5 separate regions of the Mus musculus genome follow, and regions 2, 3, 4 and 5 are each linked to region 1. A link is a contact called in public HiCAR-type and promoter capture Hi-C data. All regions are on one chromosome and are shown on one strand. Each heading gives the region's core, a stretch centred on a gene start, on an enhancer-like site or on the middle of the called end of the contact. The rest is flanking DNA. Distances are from core to core; before and after follow the strand shown. Region 1 holds the start of Ap1s2 (adaptor-related protein complex 1, sigma 2 subunit). Region 2 holds the start of Rbbp7 (retinoblastoma binding protein 7, chromatin remodeling factor). Region 3 holds the start of Reps2 (RALBP1 associated Eps domain containing protein 2). Region 4 holds the start of Syap1 (synapse associated protein 1). Region 5 holds the start of Txlng (taxilin gamma).

Region 1 (2,700 bases), core at 171-2,670:
ATTTGAAGGTAAAATTTGGATAGGTGTTTTGTTTTAACCTTTTTAAGTTCCTTTAACAGTGACAGTGCAAGTAAGATCCACCCAAGGGCGATTCTTAATATTCACCACACAACCTTAAATTTGAACACCCGGAGGAGGAATTTACGTAACTAATATAAAATCAAATTGGCTCTAGACAGGAAATCCACCTCGCAATATCCCAAAAAGGCATCAAGAAAACATCCGGATATTTATGGCGTAGCCATTTAACTTTAATAAAGTTAAAATTGGCTATTACCCCACACAACACTATATAATTCATTGAGAGCAAAGTGCCACCCTTGTAAGTCCTGAAGACAGCGGCATCGAAAAGAACGGCATCGAAAGAACTGGACATTGAACGCAAACCGTTATCAGAACTTGGGGAAGGGACCGATCGGTTTTCTTAAATCTTGACCAGGAGAGATGGTTTGCTAATGACTGGGGTGTGCTCTAGGCTATCTGTAGCGGGGTCCAGTATCCGCCCTACCACTTTGGAGGACGAAGAAACCAAGCATTTTCCTCAAAACAAATGATGTGCTAACATGGGACGAAACCCGCGGCACAAGTATTCCTTTTCCCTCGCTTTGATTTTTGCCGCAAATCCCGGGACAACAATTTCTCCAGATTGGTATTAAAACAAAAACAAAACAAAACAAAACAAAAAACCCAACAATGAGCTCAGCCTTGGAGTGGGCTCTGGTCCAGCATCCCTGGGGTCCCGCAGTCTCGGACGCCTCCCCTCCTCCCGGGACTACACTCCATCAGTACCCAAAGCTGGGCGAGGTGACCGGCAAGGAGTGGAGCAGAGACAATGGCATCCGCTGGCCCGCCAGGGGCGCCAAGTCCTCGGTCGCCGTCACCCCAGCCCCTCCCCAAAACGCCCCGTCAAACTTGAGGCGATCAGCGAACCACAGGTGCCGCGGGGTCCCCGCGGAACCTAGGACCGGTTCCCCTGCATCACCGGCGCGCTGCCGAGTGGAGAGCGGAGCGCTACCGCCGGCAGAAGTGAGTTTCGGGGCGCGGCGCCCCGGGAGGACTCGGGGTGGGGTCGTCGGGGCGCTCACGGGGCGGCGGGGGGCGCGTCCCAGCCATCACTCCCTCTTTCCATCCCTGCCAGCTCAGCGGACTCCTTCAGCACTTACGGCGGCGGCGGGCCGCGGACGCGGCGGAGCTGGGCTGGCCGCGGAGACTGAGGCGCCGGCAGCTGCTGAGGGGAAGCCCCCGTCGCCGTGCTGTGGAAGGGAAGCCGTGGTGCCGCGGGGAGGGGACCCGTCTGGTGGAGGGCAGGCTTAGGCTGCGAGGGTAGGGCGAGCCGACAGATCCCGCCCTGGAGGCTGGACGGAGGAGGAGCCCGGGCTGCGGCGAGCGGAGAGGCGGACCGGAGACCGCGCGCCAAGCTGCCGAGGGGGCGCCAACCGCCTCTAGAGTGAGCGCTGTTGCCGGCAAGAACGAGAAGCCGATTGGTCAAATAACCGCAGGGTAGGCGTGGCGAGGGCCGGAAGTCTGGCCACGTGACCCGGAAGCGGCCTAGGCTGTGGCCAGCGCGCTTGCGTACTTCGGGCTGTGCTGCCGGGACGCGGCGCGCGCGGCTGTCCTGGCTCCTTCCGTGGCAGGGTGATGGGGCTCCGCGGCGCCCTTAGCTGACCCCGTGGTGCAGGCTAAAGGATGGTCCGCACCGCAAAGGGGCTGATTCCGAGCGCCAGTGACTCCGTGGGTCTCCAGAGGGTTGGGCGGGGAGGTGTGACAGTCGGCGATGATGGTGGGAGCCAAGGACAGGAGTGCTGCAACTCAGGGGAAAACAAGTCAGCGCTGTCGCGGTGCTCGTGCCCGCGTTTGCAGGGAGGCCCCTCCTTTCCAGCCCCAGCTAACCTAGACATTTCTCGCCACAAGCTTTGCTAGAGCCTCTCTTCAGGGCTTGCTTCCCCCAGCAGTGCGGCGGACTGGAGGAGTTGTAGTCCGCTCTCTGCTGCAAAAAAAAAAAAAAAAAAAAAAAAAAAAAAAAAAAAATCCAGACAGCGCTTAGTCCTTTTAGATCCCGCTTCCTTCTCACGGTCTCGCCCGCACCTTCCCCATCCCGGGTTCCAGTTTAGCCTTGGCTGATGACTCGCTCGCCTTGGCATGTCCTTCCTCTAATGTCACATCTATAAAGCCTCACCCTAAAGCCCCGGAACAACGAATTCCTCTTTTACCCACATGCTTCTGTTTAGCGCACCTTGGATTTTATTCGTTTAACAACCTAGTTCTCTGCCTGGTTTTAACACTACTGATAAATGTGAGTTGTCTAATAAAATTATAAAATGATGATAGACTTGTTAAAAAGCTGAAATGTTGACTTAGTCTGGGCGTATGATGGATGTCTGTGTTTTATTTGAATGGTGGAATGGATGGATCATCGAGTTCAACTCATCTTTTATAGATAAGGGGAATGGAGATCCACAGGATTAGGTGACCTTGCTTGGACAGCCATGGATTTCCCCTGTCAAATGCTACTCATTACTACTGTCACCTCTGTCCCTACAACAAAAGCCAGAACAGAGTATTCATTGGGCATGCCTTTCTTTGCAGAGATTACTAAACAGGAATTGTAAATTAACTAATGTAAGAAAAAAAAGATGCTACACTTTTAGCGAAGCTGTGTTTACTTAATGTAAAGAACCCCCTTATTAGACATCAATGTTC
Region 2 (2,700 bases), core at 189-2,688, 1.1 Mb after region 1:
TGTTCTGTGTGTAAAATAACATTAACAATACCTAGAAATTTAACATGGTACTTAAATCTACACAAAATAGAAGTTGGCAGAAACCCTTACTTAGTCACTTCAGGAAGCCACTGAACGGTAAGACTGGGCCACTGAAGAGCATGGGTCATAACCAGGTCATACAGAAACGGTGTATTCTTCTTCCAGATTTTATACTCTTCGTTGATGACACGCTCCTCCACAGTATCTTCAAACACTGAAATTTGGAGAAAGCCCACAATTAAGTGGCTGAGAAGGCTCGGAGTCAAAGGCATGGCTACGGATCCTGGAGGTCACCTCGAGACGGCCACACCTTATCTATTCTTTCCTTTTACCTATCCTGCTCACACGAACTGCTCTCCCACAAAGTGAGAAGATCAACATCAGGAAGCGTTTTCGCCTCCACTTCCAAGATCGGGATTCCGGCGCTTACCCGAATTGGGTCATTAATTGCCCTACCACCGAGCTCGTCAGCCTTTTTATAGCCGCTCGCACCTGTTCTACGATGATCCGCATTGTAAACCGGTGCCCCGACCCACTCGAATAGATCCAATCCACGTGGAACAGCAGCAGCCCACAGGCCTGCTCCCTCCACCCCCCACCCTCGCAGGAGGCCCCAGCTCCCCACCAAGCCACGATCGGCAGCCATAGTCCGGCGGGATCCAGCTCCTCCCCCCCCTCCCGACACGGACACGGGCCGCGACCCCAGACGGACGACGACCACGCGCACGGAAGAATCCGCGCCCGCCGCTGACTTCTCGGGCCGCGAGCGCCTGCGCCCCCGAGCCAAGGGCGTCGGAGGGAGCTAGGCCGCGGGGTGGGGGTGGGGGTGGGGGAAGGGGGGCCTCTCTCTCGGCCCCCGCGCCCGGCTCCGGAAATGCTCCCGGCCCTCGGCGGCGACCAGGCCCCGTGTCGCGCAGGCCCCCTTGCAGGCGCGCGGCGAGTCTCGCGCCCAGCCCCGCCCCCTGCTCCTCACGCCAATTCGCGCCTTTCGTCAGCGCGTGCCGAGGCCTCGGGAGCCCGCCAGCCCCCCGGAGTCCCGGCGCCCGCACGCCCGCCCGCCCCACAGGGCAGGCATCCTTACTCTCTTTACTCGCCATCTTGCGTCGGGTCGTTTCGCCCCCCTTGGCCGCCTCGGACTTCTCTCTCGCTAGTCAAGAGCAGCCCGGCAGGCGCTCCTTGCCTCTCCCAGGCACGTCACGCAGTCCTCGCTCGGAAAAGCCTGAGTTCGGTCTGGCCGTCTGGGTTCTCCCCCCAGACGCCGCGATCTCCTCTTCTGCCTCCTCCCCGCTGGCGGGTAGCGAGGTCTGAGCCGCTCTCCTCTCTCTCCCTCTCGCCAAACTTGGAACGAGACTTTTCAACCCGCGCCTCTCAGCCCGCCCAGGCAGCTGAGCGCAGGCGCAGCCGCCCTGGGAAATTGGAGAGGCGGAGAAGAGGCGGGCCTGGGAGCCAACGGCTCGGCGGCTTGGACCAATAGCGTGCGACGGGAGGGTCTGACGCGCTCTCCGGGGGTGGGCTTCTCGAGAGTGGGTGGGGCGTTCCGCGGCAGGAAGTCGGCGAGGCGCAGGCGCGAGGCGTCACTCCCCAGGCTGGCCGCGGGGGCGGCTGGGCCCGCGCGGGGGTGGGGCGGATGCGAGCGCGGTGTGCAGGCTGCGCGGGGGCTGCGAGCCCCAGGGCCAAGAAGCCTGGGGCCCGCGGGGCGTGGTTGCTTAAAGCAGCAGCCGCGGCGGCGGCGGCGGCGGCGGGGGTGTGCGAGGGGGGCAGGGAAGCTGCAGCCGCCTTAGCAAAGCAAAATCTCAGAGCCAGTGAGGAAAATGGTTTCCTGGTCTCGAGAGATTACACTGCCCGCAAAGTCTCCCAGATAATCACGGCCACGCAGTTTTCTGCACCCCTCAAAGGCTCCCCCATTCAACTGTATCGAGGGCCCAGTCGAGCTCTGGTGACATTTGTCATAAGCGAAAGGGACCTTTAGGAGAGACCTTGGGCGGGTTTTTCTTTTTTCTCCCAGAAGCTGGGCAGACCTTTATTTAAGGCCTGCGATGGCGCAGGCCTTCAATCCGCCCCTCGTCGAAAGTTGACTTAAATGACTTTTTGTATGTTCACCTTTGTGCGTCCTTAACCTACTGGTTCTTTAGCTTCCTGCTGCTGCAGGGGATTTTGTGCCTGCCACTGCTTCCCTATCTCAGTTCCTGCCTAGGCCCCTGCTGAGTCATTCTTGTCACCTGAAGGGGTCCCATTTTGACCCTGCAGCTGGCTGCTGAACTGGAGAGAGCTGGGCTGGGCTAATCTAGGCCTGCATACCTGAGCTCTGCATTTCTCTGAAGCTTTTTAGCCTTGGGGGGGGGGGTGAAGAGAAAGCCACATGATCCCAGGGAGAAAAAGAGGGCCAGAGCAGAGGGGCCCAGGCGCCTACGCTTAAAGGGAACCACAGTCTACATCTAAACTCAGAGGCTCTCCTTGCAGAAACACCCCCGGAACATTTGTTCCCTTGATAGCTTTCCAAGTGCCTTCATGCTTAAACGCAACCATGCAGAGGCCTCGAGGATGCTCTCTTTTCTGATCGAGAAACCAACTCAGACGTTACTCTAGTATGTGACAGAAACAGTCACGTTCCCTTATATAGAAATTTACTGTCTTGGGTCTCTTGTTTTCCCATGTGGTACAATTCATTATTATAACGCC
Region 3 (2,700 bases), core at 141-2,640, 1.3 Mb after region 1:
TGAGGCCACAGAGAGTTCTAGGACAGCCAGGGCTATGTAGAGAGACCCTGCCCTAAAAAATAAAAAACAGATTTTTCTTTTGGAAAAAATGCAAATATACAAGACTTATAACTGACATTTTCAACACTGTTGTGGGGCAGACGTTTTTCTTCTAGTATATTATTTGTGGATCCCCCCCCCTTTTTTTTGCAGGCTAGCTTGTAATTCACAGTGTAGCTAGAGTAGATTCAAAATTTTGGTCATTCCCCTGCCCCAGCCTCCTAGTGTTAAGGTTACAAACAAGAACCACCACACTTTTGGCTAGAGCAATAGCCATCAGGGAAGAAGCCCATTTGAACACACACACACACACACACACACACACACACACACACACACACGCACACGCACACGCACACGCACACTGGGTTTTAAAGTTCTGAGTTCCAGTGTTGACTTTTTTGGTAGGAACTTGGACAAATAAATTTTGGACAAAATGTAAAAAACTGTTGTTTTCCTGCCAAAAGAAGTGTTTTCTGAGCCAGATGTCTTAAGAAAAGACCTTGTCTAAAAAAAAAAAAATAAGAAAATAAAAAAATCCTTCCAGAAAGTGAGGACTCTGTGTTACAGAGGTCAGTACTTTCAGGACTTAAGAAGCATAAATTTTCCAGATAGTGTCTCTCACCAACTGTTTCCCAGATTTCAGTCAAGCAGTGGAGCATAATGGACCTCATATCTGAAAAACAAACAAACAAACAAAACCCCAAAACGCCTCTTCCCACTTCTTTCTCAAGGACCTTCTGAAGTACCTTCTTCAAGAAATACCTTCTGGCACTTCTCAGTAAGGTTCAAATCCAGATCCCAGCCATACCTGAGAAAGTGGCCAAACCCCATCATCTCTGGGGTGCTGCTGGGACCCCATTCACATCTTTGTTTTTGTTTGTTTGGTTGTTTTTTTTTTTTTTTTTTTTTAGCTTTTCAGGACATAGGAGGAAGGGAAATCCAACTTTTTGTGACTGGTCCTTTTTCTAATTGGACACCACATCCCTATGGGACTCCTAATGAGACAACATCTCAGTTTTCCCCATCCCCTGAAAAACTCTTTTTCTTGTGTGTGTGTCCAGATGTTCCCTTCTTAGCCAGGGTGGAGAGCCCAAGATGCCCCTCAGGAACACGGTGGGCTAGGTGGGCGTTGGCAGCAGCTCTCTCTGCCTGGCCTCCCTTGCAGAGCAGGTGAAAGGCTTGGGAGGGCGGCAGCCAGAGTTGCGTTCCTTACCTGGCGAAGGGGCGGAGCGGGGCGGGCTTTCGGGGAGGGGCCCAGGTGGGATTTCGGGCTGTGATTGGTCAGCGCCGCGCCTGTCTCCATGTGCCGCGCAGAGGAGGCACAACATTCAAGCCCGGAGGGGGCGGGGCCGGCGCTCTCTTGGAGGAAGCGGCGGCGCTGCAGCTGCGGGGCGTGGGGGCGGCGGCTTCGGAGGCCGAGGCGGCGGTGGTGGCCCTGGCGGCAGCACCAGCACCTCGGCCAGGGAAGGCGGTCGGTTCGGACGCTACAGAAGGCCCTATGGAAGTGGCAGCGGGCGGAGGCTGCGGCGCCGGGCCGCCTTTGCTGCTGAGCGATAGCGAGCAGCAGTGCTACTCTGAGCTCTTCGCGCGCTGTGCGGGCGCTGCAAGCGGGGGCCCCGGACCTGGTCCCCCCGAGGCTACCAGGGTCGCCCCCGGCACTGCCACTGCGGCCGCTGGTCCAGTAGCTGATCTGTTTCGAGCGTCGCAGCTGCCACCAGAGACATTGCACCAGGTATGTCTCTGCGCTCTTTTATCCCTCTCTGGTCTGTGGGGGCAGTGTCTATGGGAAGAATGGGGCAACAACGACTATTCCCAGGGACTATTCCCGGAGATCTGGAGGGCGGTGGCCAGGACCGCAAAAAAAAAAAAAAAAAAAAAAAAAAAAAAAGGGGGGTGCTCTCTTGCCGAGGATGGCGGCGACGCCCTTGTCCCCAGGGACACCAGCCTCCTCTGCAGCTCATCTGCTCCTAGCCTAGTGCTTGGCTGTGCTCTTCGTCTCTTGAGAAAGTCTGACACCCCTATCATATCTGGGGGTTCTACAATCTCCCAGACCCAAAGTTTGCCCTGTTCCGAAAGTGATGTTTGTTTTGGCTGCTGTTTGCTTTAACCTCTGTTCCTTGCTCCTGCCCCTCCCTTTGTTGACTACACTCTCGGGGTGCCTTGTTGGGATTTGAACTTGAAGGGTGTGTACATGTGTGTCTGTAGGCTCTGGGCCTACAGCTACATGTTGTCCTTTATACTTGTGATATGTACATATCTGCTACATAGATTTGTTCACTAATGTATTTCTGATTATTAGTATAGAACTGGAAAACCTTAAAGCCCAATTGTAGAACAGGGACTCAGGGCTACAAGATAGGAACATTGATCAAGTTCAAAGTAAGTTCCCCATTTGGGTCCAGGGGTGGATTCAGAAGTCTACAGCTGTAGTTTGTCATCTTATTGTCACTTGACTTTGACGTGGAGTTACGAAACAGACGGTGTCATAGCTTCTGTCTGTCTGCCCCGTACCTGGAAAGGAGGGAGGAGTGATTCACTGCAGGTGCTGTTTTGTGCTTTCCTCGAGGCTTGGAGAAATTGCTTGGGAAGCCCTTTGTCTGTCGGTTGATGTTACCAGCAGTAAATGGGGATCATATTGTTAATATCAAGCCCTAAATG
Region 4 (2,700 bases), core at 134-2,633, 1.0 Mb after region 1:
TGTTGAACTCAAGATCCTCCTGCCTCAGCTTCCTGAATGCTGAGAATACAAGCATGTATCACCCCATTCAGCCAGGTCTATTCCATATGTGTGCGCATGATTTGCTGTGTTGGGCATGTGTTTTAGCAGTCTACCACTGACTGAGCTTCAGTCCCAGTAAGTTCTCTAAGCTATTGTGTGAAATACTTTAAATTTTATTTATGGTATAGGTAGTCACAGAGCCTGTGTAGAGATCAGAGGACAGAGAACCTGCAAGGGTCAGTTTTATCAGATAGGTACCAGGAATCAAACTCAGGTTGCCAAACTTGGTGGCAAGTACCTTTACCTGCTAATCCATTTTACCTACCCACTGTAAACCAATTTTTAATCTATAAGTACCCCACCCCAACTTCTTCCTTACAATTAATTTCCTTTCTTTCTTTCTTTCTTTTTTTTTTTTTTTTTTTTTTGGTATTTTGAGACAGGGTTTTTCTGGCTGTCCTGGAACTCACTTTGTGGACCAGGCTGGCCTCGAACTCAGAAATCCTCCTGCCTCTGCCTCCCGAGGGCTGGGATTAAAGGCATGTGCCACCACGCTCAGCTGATTTCCTTCCTTTTTTCCTTTAGGTTTTTTTTTTTTTTTAATGTTCTGCTCTTGACACAAGAACTTAGGTAGCCCAGGCTGGCCTAAATCACTATGCATTACTCCCAGCTTTGGGTTAAACTCAGGAGGAGGCTTGAGGCCTCCTTTTCCAAGGGTGGGGGTGTAACCCGGTCCAGCTGGCCCTAAAAAAGGAGGCTGTCATCTCGAGGTAATCACAAAGTGAGACCAGGTAGGAGAGCCCCCAAAGATGCCAACCACACACCTATAAAGCTGGGGAAAATAAGCCGGGCGTGGTGGCGCACGCCTTTAATCCCAGCACTTGGGAGGCAGAGGCAGGCGGATTTCTGAGTTCGAGGACAGCCTGGTCTACAAAGTGAGTTCCAGGACAGCCAGGGCTACACAGAGAAACCCTGTCTTGAAAAAGCCAAAAACAAAACAAAACAAACAAACAAACAAAAAACAAAGCTGGGGAAAATAGAAAAGTGGGTAGAGAGCAAGAAGAGCTCAGCGGAGAAAACCCTTTTGGCCCTTAGCCTCTTTTCCAAAAGCAGGGGGAGGCGGGGAGGCGGGGAGGCGGGGAGGCGGGGAGGCGGGGAGGCGGGGAGGCGGGGAGGCGGGGAGGCGGGGAGGCGGGGAGGCGGGGAGGCGGGGAGGCGGGGAGGCGGGGAGGCGGGGAGGCGGGGAGGCGGGGAGGCGGGGAGGCGGGGAGGCGGGGAGGCGGGGAGGCGGGGAGGCGGGGAGGCGGGGAGGCGGGGAGGCGGGGAGTCGATGCAGAGGGGGCGGAGCCTTAGCCGGACATGACGCATGCGCGGCCAGCTGAGCCGCCGTCAGAGAGGGTGGGCCAAGCTTCGGGAGGTCTCCGGTTCCGGTCAGTCTCCCTCGAAGACCAGCGGAGTCGGATCAGCCAGTGGTTAAGGGTGCCAGGGCTCTTGGGCGAGGGGACCGCGGCAGAGGCGGCGGTGACCCCGCGGGCGGGATGTTCGGAGGGTTGAGCAGTTGGCTGGGCTTGAAGCCGCCCGAGGGGGCGGCGGCGGAGGGAGAAGAGCCTCCCAGCCGGGACGGGGACAAGCTGTCCGCGGGAGCCGCGCCTTCTGAGGAGAGCCCCGAGCGGCCCGTGGAGCCCACTGAGGAGCAGCAGCAGCAGCCGCCGACGGAGGACCCACAGTTCCTCCACCAGGCCAAAGGCCTTGGCAGTGAGTTCTCTCTGGGACCTGAGAGTGGACTGGGAGGGGACGCGGGGATGTTGATGTACGAGGAGGGGGACGGTCCTCTCTGACATGGGCTAGTTGGCTAAGGAGCTGGACAACGCCAAAGTTCACCAAGCAGTCACTTCATCTCCTCGACGTGCCTAAGGACTTGTCGCTTTCCTGCAAAGTTTGTAAACTTGGGAAGCCGGAAAGCGATCAGTGTGCTGCTGTCTTCAGGGTTTTGACAAGGAATTCGGTTTGTTCAACTTGAAAACGTTCATTTGAATCTCCAACTCTGACTCCCAGCTAGAATTGGTTTAGAAAAATGCCTTTTGTCCCAAGAAAGGACTGAAAGGTATTGTCTAAAGTAACTTCGTTAAGTTACTCGAGCCGTGGTGGTGGCTCACGCCTTTAATCCCAGTACTCAGGAGACAGAGGCAGGCAGATTTCTGAGTTCGAGGCCAGCCTGGTCTACAGAGTGAGTTCCAGGACAGCCAGGGCTATACAGAGAAACCCTGTCCAAAAAAAAAGTTACTCGAGCCATAGTCATTCATGCCTTCTTTTGATTTTTTTGAAGCAGGGTCTCAATCAGCCCTAGATGGTTTCGAACTTGCCATAAAGTCAAGGATGACCTTGATCCTCTCACCTCTGCTTCCCTGTCGCTTCGCGATCAGTATTTTTTTTTCTTTTCCCCTTTCAGCAGGACCTTTTTCCCTTAAGGTGGGAAAGAAGGTGCCAATTGTCTGCTATACTCAAGTTCCAGTGCTAGATCTTTGGTGAATAATAAATCCCTCATTTCATCTATTCACAATCCCCAAGGGGTTGGGGAAACAAGTCCAGCGTTTTACTGATAGTAGTACAAGTAGATTTTGAGCCAAAAATCTACCTGATTTCACTTTCCAATTTTATTATCCAGTTGAACAAACAGTA
Region 5 (2,700 bases), core at 27-2,526, 1.1 Mb after region 1:
CTGGGTGTGGTTGCACACGCCTTTAATCCCAGCATTTGGGAGGTAGAGGCAGGTGGATTTCTGAGTTCAAGGCCAGCCTGGTCTACAGAGTGACTTCCAGGACAGTCAGAGCTACACAGAGAAACCCTGTCTCAAAAAAACCAAAAAAAAAAAAAAAAAAAAAAAAAAAAAAGAATTTCTTCAACTGAACTGAGCTGGAGTGTAGTTCAGTGGTTGAGTGCAGGTGTTGTATGTATGAGATCCGTGGTTTGATAATGAGCACCACAAAAAAAAAAAATAACAATAAAACCCCCAAACAACATTAATAACAAAACCAACCCTATTTTCTCCTAAGAATTTGCTCATTTGAAATTTTCAGTCCCTCAAGTTATTTAAGTTTTGGCTCCTGGTATCACTGTTTTGTGTTCAACTGTAGGAAAGTATATTTGTACAGATTTTCATAGTGAATTATTTCAATTCCGGATTTTGTGATGGTCAGTGACTTCTAGACACTAGGCCACTAAGGATCTGGTTCCATTAAATAGAAAACAGGGGATATTTCTGAGTGACCTTCTCTAACATATCAAGAAAAAAATAACTGTTTTAGTAAACAGAGTTCGTGATATTTTTAATTAGCAAAACATATGGTGCAAAAAGCAAGACATTTTAAATACGAATTAATCTTGAACTAACATGGAGAACTGTACTTGAAGCCAGATCAGTTGGGCAAAGGTGAATAGGCTTCCAGCCCAAAGGAACTCTGGACAGTTAAACCTTGGGGAGAACTCTGGTAGAGAGGCTGTACTCTGGGCAAGTGTCCAATGTTCCAAATTCTGAGACTGCATCTCCCACCTCGAAAATAGCGAAGTTAAAAGAGTCTCTTATTCTCAAATTATACTTGCACAATTATGAAGAAGAGCAAAAAAAGCAAAACCACAAAGAAGTGTCTCTGATTCTATTCCTTCTCAAACTCTGGAAGATTTTAAAACTTTTCTTGTAGGTTAATAACGACTACTTTCCGGTACCGCGACATTGCCGCTCAGAGACTACAAGCCCCAGAAGGCTGCACACTCAGCACAGCGGGTACTCTTCCCCCAGGACGCTCCTATCCGGATTCATGGCTGGACGCCGGGGCCGCACATTCTTCTGGGACTCGTAGTCTACTCCCTTTCCCGGTCCGCGCAGACTCCAGCGGCCTCTGTCTGCCCTTCGGCCCTAACAGAAGCCCAGCCCAAAATTTTACGCTCCCCACCCCCAACAAACTGCCTTTCCTCAGGAGCCAACCTCCTCCGGTCACGTGAGAAGACTCTCACGCTACGATTGGTTGGGGTGTAAAGGGGGCGGGGCTGAAGCCCCTGAGAGGTTCCGTGCCCCTGGTCCAGCCGCTTGTTTGGCTGCTGCCGTCACCTCATGGCGACTCGGCTTGAGGAGGTAACGCGAGGAAGAGGCGGCGGTACTGAGGAGGCTAGTGAGGGCGGACGGGGCGGACGGCGACGTAGCCCCCCGCAGAAGGTCAGTGGAGGGGACGCCTTCGTTGTGGTTGGGTCGCGGGGATGATTGGGTTACCCTTTTTGGGGTTCACCTCTTCACTTACCCCTTTACCTTTAGCTACGGGACGAACATCCGGCCCGTTCCCCCTTTTCCTTCAGAAGAGTGACGATAGTTGGGGAGCAGGTGCGGGGTGGTTGTGACTGAAATGGATCTGGTGAGAAGGGACGGTGGTTGGGACTTGGGGACACTACGCCTAGTAGGGGGCTGAGGGAGGACATGGTGGACCCCGGTCTGAGAGGGTGAAGGGGTGCTAGGCAGGGGCGCTCCAGGTGTGACAGCCACGTGCGGCGGGTGCTGCCCCGGGTGTTGAGTCTTCAGCCTGTGTGGTCACCGGGCACTGGGACTCCGCTGCCCAAGGAGGTGACGGGGTGGGGGTGGGGGCTTATCGGGGTACGGGGTAGCCCTCTCCGTGTTGGGCAGGTGCGTAGGGCGCGCGCTGCGGGGTGCTCCCCGGCCTCAGAGCTGAGGCTGTTGCGCAGTAAGATAACAGCGCAGAAGCCGGGGCTGCCTTTCGCCCCTTCCCCCCTTCCCCTTGCCCCCCCGCGGTCCCCCGCGACACTGCGCGGGTGGCTACGCGGGGGACGCCGCGGGGCTCCCGGGATCCACAACGGGGCTTGGTCTCTGGGCATCATGGACCTGCCTTGAGTGTGAGGCTGGGGATGAGGTGGTGATGCTGGGGAACCAGCATCATCTTCTGATAGCTGTCTCCGGCTTCCTGCCACTACCCTCTGTTTCTTTTCTTTCTTTTTAATTTGATAAGTGGAAACTTGAGTTTCCTCCTGGGCTTCGGTTTTGGTCTTTCTTAATCTAGGAGAAGAGCTGGACTGTTTGTTTCCCCTTGCCTTACTTGACTCACGTCAAGGAGTTTTCAGTGTCTCCCTGGATACAAGAAAATCGAGATCTCTTTCAGAATGGGAGAAATCCACTTGTTCTGGAGCTCAGTGGGTGGAGTTTTGACAATGATTGCACAACGAGTAGGGTACAGGGCTTTCAGGCCCAGGAACCAAGAACTGGGGTGTATGGTATTGAAAAAGTGTAAATTCCATCCCTTTGCCTTGCAGGAGAACATACTGAAACCGCTTGACTTGTTGGACACCCTGCTTGACCACTGAGAGCTATTTAATATTACTTAATTATGTATTTGACTAATCTTAAAAGCCACTCCTGTAT

Evidence for each region. Promoter capture Hi-C pulls out the DNA fragments that hold promoters and counts their contacts. HiCAR-type assays count read pairs that join an accessible place to other places. Capture Hi-C pulls out chosen DNA fragments and counts their contacts.
Region 2: a contact with region 1 is called in a promoter capture Hi-C map of pre-B cells, with 6 times the contacts expected there. The contact joins the promoter of Rbbp7 here to the promoter of Ap1s2 in region 1. A contact is called at or near these places in 5 of 39 promoter capture datasets (cranial neural crest, hippocampal neurons, liver and 1 more), 3 of 484 Hi-C or Micro-C datasets (CD4 T cells, CD8 T cells and regulatory T cells), 2 of 115 datasets of contacts at active chromatin or transcription factors (embryonic stem cells and pro-B cells) and 2 of 9 other capture datasets (adipose tissue and liver).
Region 3: a contact with region 1 is called in a promoter capture Hi-C map of pre-B cells, with 2.3 times the contacts expected there. The contact joins the promoter of Reps2 here to the promoter of Ap1s2 in region 1. A contact is called at or near these places in 1 of 39 promoter capture datasets (pre-B cells) and 1 of 115 datasets of contacts at active chromatin or transcription factors (microglia).
Region 4: a contact with region 1 is called in a promoter capture Hi-C map of liver, with 6 times the contacts expected there. The contact joins the promoter of Syap1 here to the promoter of Ap1s2 in region 1. A contact is called at or near these places in 3 of 39 promoter capture datasets (cranial neural crest, maxillary cranial neural crest and pre-B cells), 6 of 484 Hi-C or Micro-C datasets (B cells, CD4 T cells, CD8 T cells and 3 more), 7 of 115 datasets of contacts at active chromatin or transcription factors (the 230-238 cell line, cardiomyocytes, embryonic stem cells and 3 more) and 2 of 9 other capture datasets (adipose tissue and liver).
Region 5: a HiCAR-type map of astrocytes shows a contact between it and region 1, with 5 times the contacts expected there. The contact joins the promoter of Txlng here to the promoter of Ap1s2 in region 1. A contact is called at or near these places in 4 of 39 promoter capture datasets (the 3T3-L1 cell line, embryonic stem cells, erythroid cells and 1 more), 1 of 484 Hi-C or Micro-C datasets (CD4 T cells), 4 of 115 datasets of contacts at active chromatin or transcription factors (astrocytes, embryonic stem cells, large pre-B cells and 1 more) and 1 of 9 other capture datasets (adipose tissue).

The regions. Positions count from the first base shown.
Region 1 is chrX:163,907,737-163,910,436 of GRCm38.p6, reverse strand. It overlaps Ap1s2 (adaptor-related protein complex 1, sigma 2 subunit), which reads right to left and starts at 1,420. Exons shown (of 6, transcript NM_001290379.1): 1 at 1,164-1,420. Gm52456 (predicted gene, 52456) reads left to right here and starts at 906. Exons shown (of 2, transcript NR_165469.1): 1 at 906-1,026; 2 at 1,139-2,327.
Region 2 is chrX:162,759,110-162,761,809 of GRCm38.p6, reverse strand. Rbbp7 (retinoblastoma binding protein 7, chromatin remodeling factor) reads right to left here and starts at 1,438. Exons shown (of 12, transcript NM_009031.3): 1 at 1,103-1,438; 2 at 91-235. The coding sequence starts at 1,118.
Region 3 is chrX:162,642,348-162,645,047 of GRCm38.p6, reverse strand. Reps2 (RALBP1 associated Eps domain containing protein 2) reads left to right here and starts at 1,390. Exons shown (of 18, transcript NM_178256.4): 1 at 1,390-1,774. The coding sequence starts at 1,541.
Region 4 is chrX:162,887,145-162,889,844 of GRCm38.p6, reverse strand. It overlaps Syap1 (synapse associated protein 1), which reads left to right and starts at 1,383. Exons shown (of 9, transcript NM_025932.2): 1 at 1,383-1,776. The coding sequence starts at 1,560.
Region 5 is chrX:162,828,030-162,830,729 of GRCm38.p6, reverse strand. Txlng (taxilin gamma) reads left to right here and starts at 1,276. Exons shown (of 10, transcript NM_178935.5): 1 at 1,276-1,491. The coding sequence starts at 1,390.